Regions from separate parts of the Pan troglodytes genome. Here region 2 is linked to region 1. The links are chromatin contacts, called in public Hi-C maps. All regions are on one chromosome and are shown on one strand. Each heading gives the region's core, a stretch centred on a gene start, on an enhancer-like site or on the middle of the called end of the contact. The rest is flanking DNA. Distances are from core to core; before and after follow the strand shown.

What was found. Hi-C and Micro-C count contacts between places; a contact is called where the count stands out from the background.
Region 2: a contact with region 1 is called in a Hi-C map of stem cell-derived neural progenitor cells, with 2.8 times the contacts expected there. The contact joins two enhancer-like sites. A contact is called at or near these places in 2 of 7 Hi-C or Micro-C datasets (a lymphoblastoid cell line and stem cell-derived neural progenitor cells).

Annotation. Positions count from the first base shown.
Region 1 is chr19:25,634,561-25,640,024 of NHGRI_mPanTro3-v2.0_pri, forward strand. The region is part of intron 17 of ATP6V0A1 (ATPase H+ transporting V0 subunit a1); the gene reads right to left. Among named protein-coding and RNA genes, the nearest start is that of NAGLU, 29 kb to the left of the region's middle. Within about 2 kb of position 2,986, at least 3 of the 24 cell types and tissues checked have an H3K27ac peak or open chromatin away from gene starts, as enhancers often do. A contact at or near this core is called in stem cell-derived neural progenitor cells, where this site is marked.
Region 2 is chr19:25,819,052-25,824,515 of NHGRI_mPanTro3-v2.0_pri, forward strand. It overlaps STAT3 (signal transducer and activator of transcription 3), which reads left to right. Exons shown (of 24, transcript XM_001165480.8): 16 at 856-954; 17 at 1,071-1,206; 18 at 2,292-2,344; 19 at 2,563-2,657; 20 at 2,774-2,913; 21 at 3,424-3,636. Among named protein-coding and RNA genes, the nearest start is that of STAT5A, 35 kb to the right of the region's middle. Within about 2 kb of position 2,895, at least 3 of the 24 cell types and tissues checked have an H3K27ac peak or open chromatin away from gene starts, as enhancers often do. A contact at or near this core is called in stem cell-derived neural progenitor cells, where this site is marked.

The sequences.
Region 1 (5,464 bases), core at 1,736-4,235:
AAGGAGCCTCTCTAGGCTTCAGGAAGAGCAGGCCCTACCTGTGTTTACACAGAACAGCAAAGGCTTTCCCATTCCCATCCCACTGCCCTCCTAGAGAGGACCGAGAGTCAGGAAGGGAAGGGTATGGTTTGTGGGTCTAGGCATTTTAGAGAGAAGTGCTGGGGGAAGATGCAAACAGTGCAGCAAGGTGTTTTAAAAACCCAGTTTAAAGAGTGTATGTTGCTAAGTGAATTACTGCTGAGCCAGAGGGCCTTCTACTCAAGATGTGGCCTGAACAGTTAGCCAACTTGCTTTCCAGTCTCCGTTATTCTCTATGTGGCTGATATAATATGAACTCCTTTCACACAGATGGATTATTTCCTTTGGGATGCATCTGGAAGGCAAAGCCTCCTTTTGAAAGCTGTCTCCCTCTCACCTGGGTCACATGGAGGTAGAGCTGACCCCGAGAAGGGTCCACCACTTCTAAGTTGAAGCATCATCAAGCTGAGGAGGGCAGCAGGAAGAGGCCGGCTCAGACAGGGAGGAAGGGTAAGGTTTGCTCACAAGCACTAGGAGGAGCAGGGAGGAAACGGCTACTCCCGGTGGCTGGGAGTAGATCAACCACAACATCACAGGAGAGGAAGGCAGAGGCCAATGGGACTTAACCCCCAAGAGGAGTCACTTCAAGAATGCCAGTGAAGACATTACTTGTAGCTCCTTTCAAAGCCATTCTCAGAGGTGTTAAATCAGCAAAGTCAATGAAACAAAGACAGAGGTGACCGACATGAGATGCAGTTAATGGAGATGAGCTTTTTAGAACACAGGCTCACGAACTGGTTTGAAATGGCCAGTGAGATGCAGAGGCACAGGAGTCATGTGTATGGCCCCAGGGTGTGGCAGGGTCAGCAGAGTGATCACAAGGATGGGAAGAGAGAGGCCCGGATAAACATGAAGGCAACGCCAGCTTTCATCTTACCACTTCGTCCTCGGAAGGCTTGAAAACACAAATTTACACTTAGTGGGGAGCCACGCCACACACAAGGTCACAAGTTAGGAGCACAAGGCTACTGAATGCTTCTTGGGGAGGACTGTTCATGTTAAATGGGCTAGCACATTGGAGGCAGGCCTCCTCAGCATATACACAAAGCGAAATCAGCAGGAATTTAGAGCATTAAGATACATATTTTTTAAAGGCATCCACAACCCTTGTGATTTCTTTTTTAAAAAATCATATATAGTGAAAGTGGTCAGACAGACTGAAAAGTCCAACTTGAGTCCTCAACTCCTATTTTATTTGCTTTAAAAAGAACATAATGAGTAGATGAGATTTAATAGTTCAGTTCAGAGGCTTTGTGCTACAAGGGGTCAGGCAAGGAGAGTGGGCTTGGAGGTGGTATCTTAAGGAAAAGTCTAGTTTGGCCTAATTCTCTCTCTCCCTGTAAAAAGTAGGCAAATGACACCAAAAAAGCTCAAACAAAATATCTGCAGCAAGAACACATCAGTGGTGTAGGACTTCAAAAGTACCAGTGATTATAGCTGGTCAGTAATGTAATTGGAACGATCCTTGGAAGGGTCAATGGATGAAGAAACTGTGCTTAGTGACCTGTGTTTCAGGTCATAAGAGCTGGGATGCTGAGGCCTGCTCTGCCTCAGGTGAGAGAGCAGTCAGTAATGGAGACCTGCGTGCAGAGCACTGCAGGCAAAATCTGGAATTCAAGACAGGAGCAAAACTGCTGCGGGCTCTGGGGGCAACAGCTGGAGCTTAGGGCAGGGCCCACTGGAAAAAGCTGTGGTGCCCTAAGAGGTCCAGAAGGCAGGCTGAATATTAATTAGTATTTTTATTTTTCAAGGAGAAGACTGGAGTGAGGTCTCTTAGGTACACAAGACTAGGGCTGACCCGAGGTGGAAGGAGAGAAAGCCCACACCACGGGATCTTACCTCGTCTGCGTCCTCTGAGTGGGTGGAGAGCTGGTCATGCTGAATAATCTCAGCATCCTCCTCTGTCGGTCCGTTGCCCACCCTGATCCCACCAAAGTTGAGAGTTCCCTACACAGATGAACAGAAAGAGTAGAATTTGCCTGGGCTTTAACATGACATTCTGTGAGGTGGGAAGGGCGATGGTTAGTAACACAAACCTCAGAAAAGCATATGTTTAACAACAAAAACAAAACCCACTGACTGAACGGCTAAGTAAAATCAAACAACTGATCCACCCCAACCACCGCCTCCCCAGCCCCAGCCCAACCTACAATTACCACCTTACCCTGCTTCAGAGGAAATATGCAGTTCTGTCTGCTGTGCCAAGAGGCACCAGCCTCACCTGGGTCAACACTAATTGAGAATCCTGCTTGAATGAAAACCTTAATACGAACAGATTCTCACAACAAGTAAAGGCTGCAAGGGCCTAAGCTTTTCTGGCCCTAACGATTAGACTTTCTAAGAGGAAGGGGGGCCAAGTGACATTGTGATTGTACCCTAGTCTGATAAGCTTTTAACAGGAGCCCAAGAATTCCAGCAACTTCTTCCAGAAATGTACCATGTCTCTGCCCAGGAACAAAGAGCTTCCAAGGTCAGAGAAGGAAAAAAAAGCTTAATGTACATTCACTTGTGGCTAGAGAATGCTGAGCTTAAAAAGATGAGATGGGGCTCCTTTTCTTCAGCAGAGAGCTCTGGAATGTTAGAACAATTCTTCCACAGGCACGTGGGCAGACGCTGACGGGGCATTTGCTTCTTCTGAGTTCACAAGCACAGTCTTTTGTAGGGTCTCCAAAAGTAGATTTTAAAGTCAACTTGATTTGAAAAAACTTGAGTTTTTCCAAACCCAAAGCAAAAAAGACTCTGGGAAAAAAAACCAGGCAGAAATGAGTTAAGTCTCACAGATCCCAATTAGTGCTAACCTGCCACAGCGTGAAAAGGAATTTAAACAGCAGCCCCCAGAATCACTTCATATGGTTTCTGTCCAGGGGGCCAAACAAGGCAAGAGCTCAAGGGCAGCTCTCCTGCAACCTGGCCTTCGGGCAGCAGCATGAGTAGTGTGCAGGAGGCCTGCGCAGCTGCCCTGCGCTCCTCATCCTCAGCTCCACCTCCTGGTGTGCCATTTTTTGCCACAGCTCTCGTCACAGTTTAATGCCCAGCTCAGATCTAATTATTTGCACAAATCCTCCCTCCTACTCTAGCAGTGGTCCTTAACATGCTGGTCAGAGAACTAGTTGCATTAGAATTACCCCAAAAGCTGCATTTTAAATAGAAATTCTCATATACTACTCCCAGAAATTGTAAATTTAGTAGTTCTGGGGTGGGGCCCAATAAATCTGTATTTTAAAAATATATTCCCAAGTACAAATTGTATAATCATTGTGAAGGGTTTATCAAAATTTTAAATGCATGAACCCTTTGAGATTCAGCAATCCCACTGCTGGAACATCTAGGCTTGCAAAACTTTGGCAAGGTATATGGATAAGGGGCTGGGCGCGGTGGCTCATGCCTGTAATCCTAGCATTTTGGAAGGCCGAGTCAGGCAGATCACCTGAGGTCAAAAGTTCGTGATCAGCCTGGCCAACATGGCGAAACCCCGTCTCTACTAAAAATACAAAAATTAGTTGGGCGTAGAGGTGGGCGCCTGTAATCCCAGCTACTCTGGAGGCTGAAGCAGGACAATTGCTGAAACCCGGGAGGTGATGGTTGCAGTGAGCTGAGATCGTACCACTGCACTCCATCTTGGGCAACACAGCGAGACTCTGTCTCAAGAAAAATAAAAAAAAGACATATGAAAAAGGATGTTCCCTGAATTGCTGTTTGTGATAGCAAAGAATTGGGAACAACCAACACATCCATCAAAGAGATAATGACTTTGGCATGTCCAGTGGAATATTCTATGGAATTCTAGGCAACCATAAAAAAGAGTGATAGTCAGCTGGGCACGGTGGCTCACACCTGTAATCCCAGCACTTTGGGAGGCCACAGCGGGCGGATCACAAGGTCAGGAGTTCGAGACCAGCCCGGCCAACATGGTGAAACCCCGTCTCTCCTAAAAATCCAAAAATTAGTCCAGGCACAGTGGCTCACACCTGTAATCCCAGCACTTTGGGAGCCTGAGGCAGGTGGATAACGAGGTCAGGAGTTCAAGACCAGCCTGGCCAACATGGTGAGACCCTGTCTCTACTAAAAATACAAAAATTAGCCGGGGGAGGTGGTGGGTGCCTGTAATCCCAGCTACTCAGGAAGCTGAGGCAGGAGAATTGCTTGAACTGGGGAGGCGGAGGTTGTAGTGAGCCAAGATCGTGCCACTGCACTCTAGCCTGGGCGACAGGGCAAGACTCTATCTCAAAAAAAAAAAAACAAAACAAAAATTAGCCAGGCGTAGTGGTGCATGCCCATAATCCTAGCTACTCATGAGGCTGAGGCAGGAGAATTGCTTGAACCTGGGAGGTGGAGGTTGTAGTGAGCTGAGATCGTGCCACTGCACTACAGCTGGGTGACAGAGCAAGACTTCATCTCAGAAAAAAAAAAAAAAGTGATTATCACTATGAAACAAACTTCAAGATACACTAACTTTTAAAAAACGTAATAGATCGAGAGGCAGAACAGTGCCACAGTTTAAAACACAATTTCTCATGTGTCTTTTTCTACATGCATAGAGCACACACACACCTATCAATAGAAGACAGGCAGATATCTGTCAGAGGCAAGGCCCCCACCTGTTAACAATGCCCCCTGAAGAGGAGGACTGTAGTGGGGGCAGGTGGTTTTCTTCTTAGTTAGCACTATATGCATTCTCTAGCCAAGTGCACCTATTGCTTTATTTTTTTAATGTCAGTAGGGGATTGTCAGGACCATGAAATTATGGGCCACTTTTATTTCTTCTTCCACTTATTTGTTTTAATACCCTAAGAAACAAATTCAAAGTCTACCAGGTGACTGTGATGTGCAGTCAGACTTGTGGGCCACCAGAGCCTGGACACCTCCAGGTCATGCACATATTCCACCTGGCAACCCTCAGAAGGTGGACTGAAAATGCAACGAAGGGCACAGGAGGGGACTCCTGCATATCCTGGGCTGGGTTATAGGATATAGGAGGAGGGCTTCAAGGTTCAAGGCTCCCAAAGTAGAAGGCCATTTCTGAAGCTTTCTCCAACTAGCAGATAAACTGAGCAGCAGACAGGTTAAATCTCCCAGCCAAACACTAATAAGGATCTCTTCAGAACACAGGAATGAGAGTTACAGGAAGGGGGATGAGAGACACATGTCAGCAGAAAAAAGAAAAGAAAAATTAAACTGTGATATATCACTCACAGACAACCAAGGGGACAAAGAACAGAACAAAACCAGATCACTGTTCATATCCTCAGCCCTCTGGGGTCAAAAATCCAGAGACTTTCTTGTAGACTGATCATCCTGATGCAGGCTGCTCTCCAGGAACAGATGTTTGGCTAAAGAACCAGTGGGGTAAGAAGACCCTATGAATGTGCAGGTTTCCAAACAGGGG
Region 2 (5,464 bases), core at 1,645-4,144, 180 kb after region 1:
TGTATATTCAGCTTTCAGCAAACTTGATATGAAAATCTCTATTTAGAAATTGATTGGCCGGGCGTGGTGGCTCACGCCTGTAATCCCAGCACTTTGGGAGGCTGAGGCGGGTGGATCACGAGGTCAGGAGTTCGAGACCAGCCTGGCCAACATGACGAAACCCCGTCTCTACTAAAAATACAAAAATTAGCTGGGTGTGGTGGCGGACGCCTATAATCCCAGCTACTCGGGAGGCTGAGGCAGGAGAATCACTTGAACCTGGGAGGCAGAGGTTGCAGTGAGCTGAGATTGTGCCATTGCACTCCAGCCTGGGTGACAGAGTGAGACTCCATCTCAAAAAAAAAAAAAGAAATTAGAACTGACTTCATAAAGTTTGGGCATAAGAGTCTTAGCAGCCAGTGTGTTTAGTATACAGAAAATTGTGGCAATGACATTCTCCTTTCCCAACTTTCTTGATTTTTAAATTAAGATATCCCTAGAAAAGCAGGAATCCTGGTCTTTGATTCCTGAGACCTCCCTGTTTCATGTGAAGATACAGCTTCAAGTCTTGGAGAATGCCTCCAAGGTCTTAAAAATGGGGAATCTGTGGACTGTGAGTCAAGCTTTGAGCAAGTCAGGTTTTACAAGGGACCGGTGTATTCCGACTGCAGCCTGAGTTGTGTGGCCACGCTGGGCATTCTTTCCACTATGAGTGCTCACTGAGCTGACTCACTCACACTCCTCGCCTAGAGTTGGCAGCAGGTGTGGTTTATGGCATGTCCTTTCATTCTGAGCCCCGTGAGATGCGGGTGAAGAGATTTCCAAGGCTGTGAGAGCCCCTCTGCCTCCCCAGCTCAGTCCCCACTTCCTCCGCAGACCCACTCCTTGCCAGTTGTGGTGATCTCCAACATCTGTCAGATGCCAAATGCCTGGGCGTCCATCCTGTGGTACAACATGCTGACCAACAATCCCAAGGTTAGTGCCCCCTCCTTTTAGTTGGTGCCCCGGGATCTCTTGCGACTTAGGGGTACCTAGTATAGACAATGAGCACCATCCCTCATCTAAACAAGCAAATGTGTTCTTTCCAATAGAACGTAAACTTTTTTACCAAGCCCCCAATTGGAACCTGGGATCAAGTGGCCGAGGTCCTGAGCTGGCAGTTCTCCTCCACCACCAAGCGAGGACTGAGCATCGAGCAGCTGACTACACTGGCAGAGAAACTCTTGGGTCCGCATTTCACCCCTTTTCCCTCCTGCCCACCCGCCCAGAAAAGGGATCCGGCCCATAGGGCTGTTCATTTGGGCCATGTCTACTGAGCATTAGGCCATGTTTCTTTCCTGAGCAAGGCGCTGTGCTGGTGCCAGGAAACAGGGGAGTTGGGGAGTTGGGGTGCAGAGACAGTTTGCAGTTTTCAGTCGAGGTGATCATTTTTGAGGTGGGAGGTAGATTTCTTTTCTCCTGGTTGCTGTCTCATTCACCCACTCTATCTAACTTTAGAAGATCTTTTAAGTGTGTGTTGGAAGGTGGCACTAAAGGCTTGACATTCCCTGTCCATTTTTTAAATAAACTATAGGCTAGTTGGTTTTTTTTGTTTTATTTTATTTATTTATTTATTTTTTTGAGACGAGTCTTGCTCTGTTGCCCAGGCTGGAGTGCAGTAGTGTGATCTCGGCTCACTGCAACCTCCGCCTTCTGGGTTCAAGTGATTCTCCTGCCTCGGCCTCCCGAGTAGCTGAGACTACAGGTGCCCACCACCACGCCCAGCTAATTTTTGTATTTTTAGTAGAGACGGGGTTTTACCATGTTGGCCAGGATAGTCTCCGTCTCTTCACCTCGTGATCCGCCCACCTCGGCCTCCTAAAGTGCTGGGATTACAGGCTTGAGCCACTGTGCCCAGCGTAGGCTAGTTTTTAAAAAAGAATTAGTGGAATATTTTATGTGCCACCTGGGCTAGAAGTAGCTTTGTTCTAATAAAGCTGTTGCCACCAAATACACCTCTCTGACACCCGATGTCAGCTTGTTAGTGAGTGCTGCTGTTCTTCCCAGCCTGCCACCCGAGGTTGGGAAGAGCAGGGGGACTTGTTACATCACCCTCCATCCCTGCTGGGCTACCCAGCAACACAAGTGAGTCAAATGATGGGATAGTGTTTGTCCTCATGTGCACACACACAACAGTGCCTACCTTCACAGATGTGAAAGCTGATTATTTTGTGGCCCATTGTGGGATGAATGTGTGTGTGTTCTGTTTTAAGAAATAACCTCTTGACCCCAAGCTGAAAATGCACTACTTGACTCTTTTTCTTTTCCTTCAGGACCTGGTGTGAATTATTCAGGGTGTCAGATCACATGGGCTAAATTTTGCAAAGTAAGCAATCTTGTTAAATTCTCGTGGGAATGGGAATGCTCACCTGCACGGCTGTCGTTGAGGGCTCTGGCTTGAAGGCCCTGAACTCTTGGTCCAGCGGCCAGTAGGACCTGCCTGAAGGTAGACGGGCCTGAGGATTTGGGTGATGCACTGCACCCCTAGGAAGGGAAGGGCTGGGATGGCAGTAGACTTGGCTTTCCCATTACTCTTTTCTCCAGGAAAACATGGCTGGCAAGGGCTTCTCCTTCTGGGTCTGGCTGGACAATATCATTGACCTTGTGAAAAAGTACATCCTGGCCCTTTGGAACGAAGGGTAGGTTGGACAGAGTGTGCACAGATGTAACCAAGTCCCCTGCTCTCAGCAAGCCAGTGGCAGGGGATGGATGCCCTGTTAGCAGTAACAACACTGTTCCTCCTCCTTGGCTCCAGGTACATCATGGGCTTTATCAGTAAGGAGCGGGAGCGGGCCATCTTGAGCACTAAGCCTCCAGGCACCTTCCTGCTAAGATTCAGTGAAAGCAGCAAAGAAGGAGGCGTCACTTTCACTTGGGTGGAGAAGGACATCAGCGGTAAGGGAGGCTCCCACCCACCCCACCTGCTGGTGGCTGCTGAGGACTCATCACTGCTTCTAGTTGCAAGCACCTACTGCCCCCTGGTGGGTGGAGATGGCCTCAACTCCCTGTTTCACTCAGACTCGCAAAACACATTTGGGTGACTTCTAAATCCTTCCAGCTGAAGGATTGGTTTGCTTTGTTTTGCTTGCTCCAGTGACTATTTGTTGAGAATTTTGCAATTTAAATTGTATTCTTCATCTCTTTTTCTACTTAACCCTGTTAATATATCTTAACGCAAGTAGTTATATTCAAGTTTATTTTCTATGACCCAACTAGTAGCCTCTTCTTAATTAGAAGCCAGCCTGAATATTTCCACAGTGCCAGGCCACTGAACAGGGTGTTCAGGGTCTCAACACTAGGGTGGCTTAAGTCTTTTCCCCTTCGAGGAAAGAAAAAATGGGCAGTTTTCTCTGAGATGACTTAGCTGTAGGTTCCATGATCTTTCCTTCCCATGTCCTGTGACAGGTAAGACCCAGATCCAGTCCGTGGAACCATACACAAAGCAGCAGCTGAACAACATGTCATTTGCTGAAATCATCATGGGCTATAAGATCATGGATGCTACCAATATCCTGGTGTCTCCACTGGTCTATCTCTATCCTGACATTCCCAAGGAGGAGGCATTCGGAAAGTATTGTCGGCCAGAGAGCCAGGAGCATCCTGAAGCTGACCCAGGTAGTTGTTGATTTTCCATGTTCCTGGCATTTAATTTTTGGGAAAAGTTGGAAATTTTGGGATCCTTGGAGGATAGATAGGCAAATGCCTGAATAACCTGGGGGATAATTATTTCTCCTTATGGGAAAGAATTGTAGTGAGTGCTTTTGTTGGGGTGACCGATGGGATTTGAGAGGAGAATCAGAATCACTTAGAGTAGTGTAGTTCCTGCTCCACAGAGAGTGCATGAGTCTAAAGAGGGGATACAGCCTGGGCAATATGGTGAAACCTCGTCTCTACAAAAAATCCAAAAAAATTACCCGGTGTGGTGGCACGCATTTGTAGTCGTAGCTACTTGGGAGGCTGAGGTGGGAGGATCACCTGAGCCAAGGAGTTCAAGGCTGTAGTGAGCGGTGATCATGCCACCACACTCCAGCCTGGCTGATAGAGTGAGACACTGTGTCAAAAAATAAAAATAAAGAGGGGATTAATACACATACATCCCCCAAAACATGCCTGAAACACGAGAAGGGAAACTGAGGGCAGTTAACAGGATGCCCTGCTGGCACAGTGCTTCTTAGTAGATGCTAGAAGGTTTGAGGCCCAGATTTCAGCCCAGCATATGGCTTTTTGCCTGTAACTGAACCATGTCAGTGTGCCAGATGGTCTGAAGAAAGGGTTTCTGGAGGAAATTATTATTAGCTGCATGGGAGTATGGTTTACACTAGAGTAGAAGAGCTGGGAGCATCACGTTTGAAGGGGAAGACAGTGACTGGGTGGAGGGGCAAGGGATTGGTATTTAGAGTGTGCAACTATTGAAAATAAGGTATATTTTAATGTGTAAGAGGACATGTACTTATATGTTATATATAAATTATTTTAGCTGGGCGAAGTGGCTCATGCCTATAGTCCTAGCACTTTGGGAGGCCCAGGCGGGAGGATCACTTGAGCCTGGGAGTTTGAGAACAGACTAGACAACATAGTGAGACCCTATCTATACAAAAATAATTTTTTTTAAATTAGCCACGTGTGGTGGTTTGTGCCTGTAGTCCTAGCTACTCGGGAGGCTGAGGTGGGAGGATTGCTTGAGCCCAGGAGGTTGAGGCTGCAGTGAGCCATGATCGCACCACTGCACTCCAGCCTGGGTGACAGAGCAAGACCTTGTCTCACCAAAAAAAAAAAAAAAAAAAAAAGAGAGAGAAATTAAAAATACTGTAATCTCAGCTGGGCATGGGGGTTCACACCTGCAGTCCTAGCACTTTGGGAGGCTGAAGCAGGAGGATCACTTGAGGCCAGGAACTCAAGACCAGCCTGGCAACATAGCAAGACCCCACTACACACACACACACACACACACACAAAGAAAAGAAAGAAAAAAACGAAAGAAAACTGTAATCTCTGCAGCTGTCCTCAGTGTGGAGGAGGGGGTAGCCCTGTCTGTTCCCCTTCAGCACTTGCTGTTTTGACTCTCTGGGTTCTTTGTGCAGGTCTTGATGGGGAGTCTCTGGTTTGCCATTCTTTGTTTTATTTAACTTTCTGTAATCATAAAGCCAATGATGGGCTTTTTTTTTTTTTTTTTTTTTTTTTGGACTGAGTCTTGCTCTATCACCCAAGCTGGAGTGCAGTGGCACCATCTCGGCTCACTGCAACCTCCACCTCCCGGTTCAAGCAATTCTCCTGCCTCAGCCTCCCGAGTAGCTGGGATTATGGGTTTGCGCCACCATGCCCAGCTGATTTTTGTATTTTTTGTAGAGAAAGGGTTTCGCCATGTTGGCCAGGCTGGCCTCGAACTCCTGACCTCAGGTGATCTGCCCACTTCAGCCTCCCAAAGTGCTGGGATTACAGGCGTGAG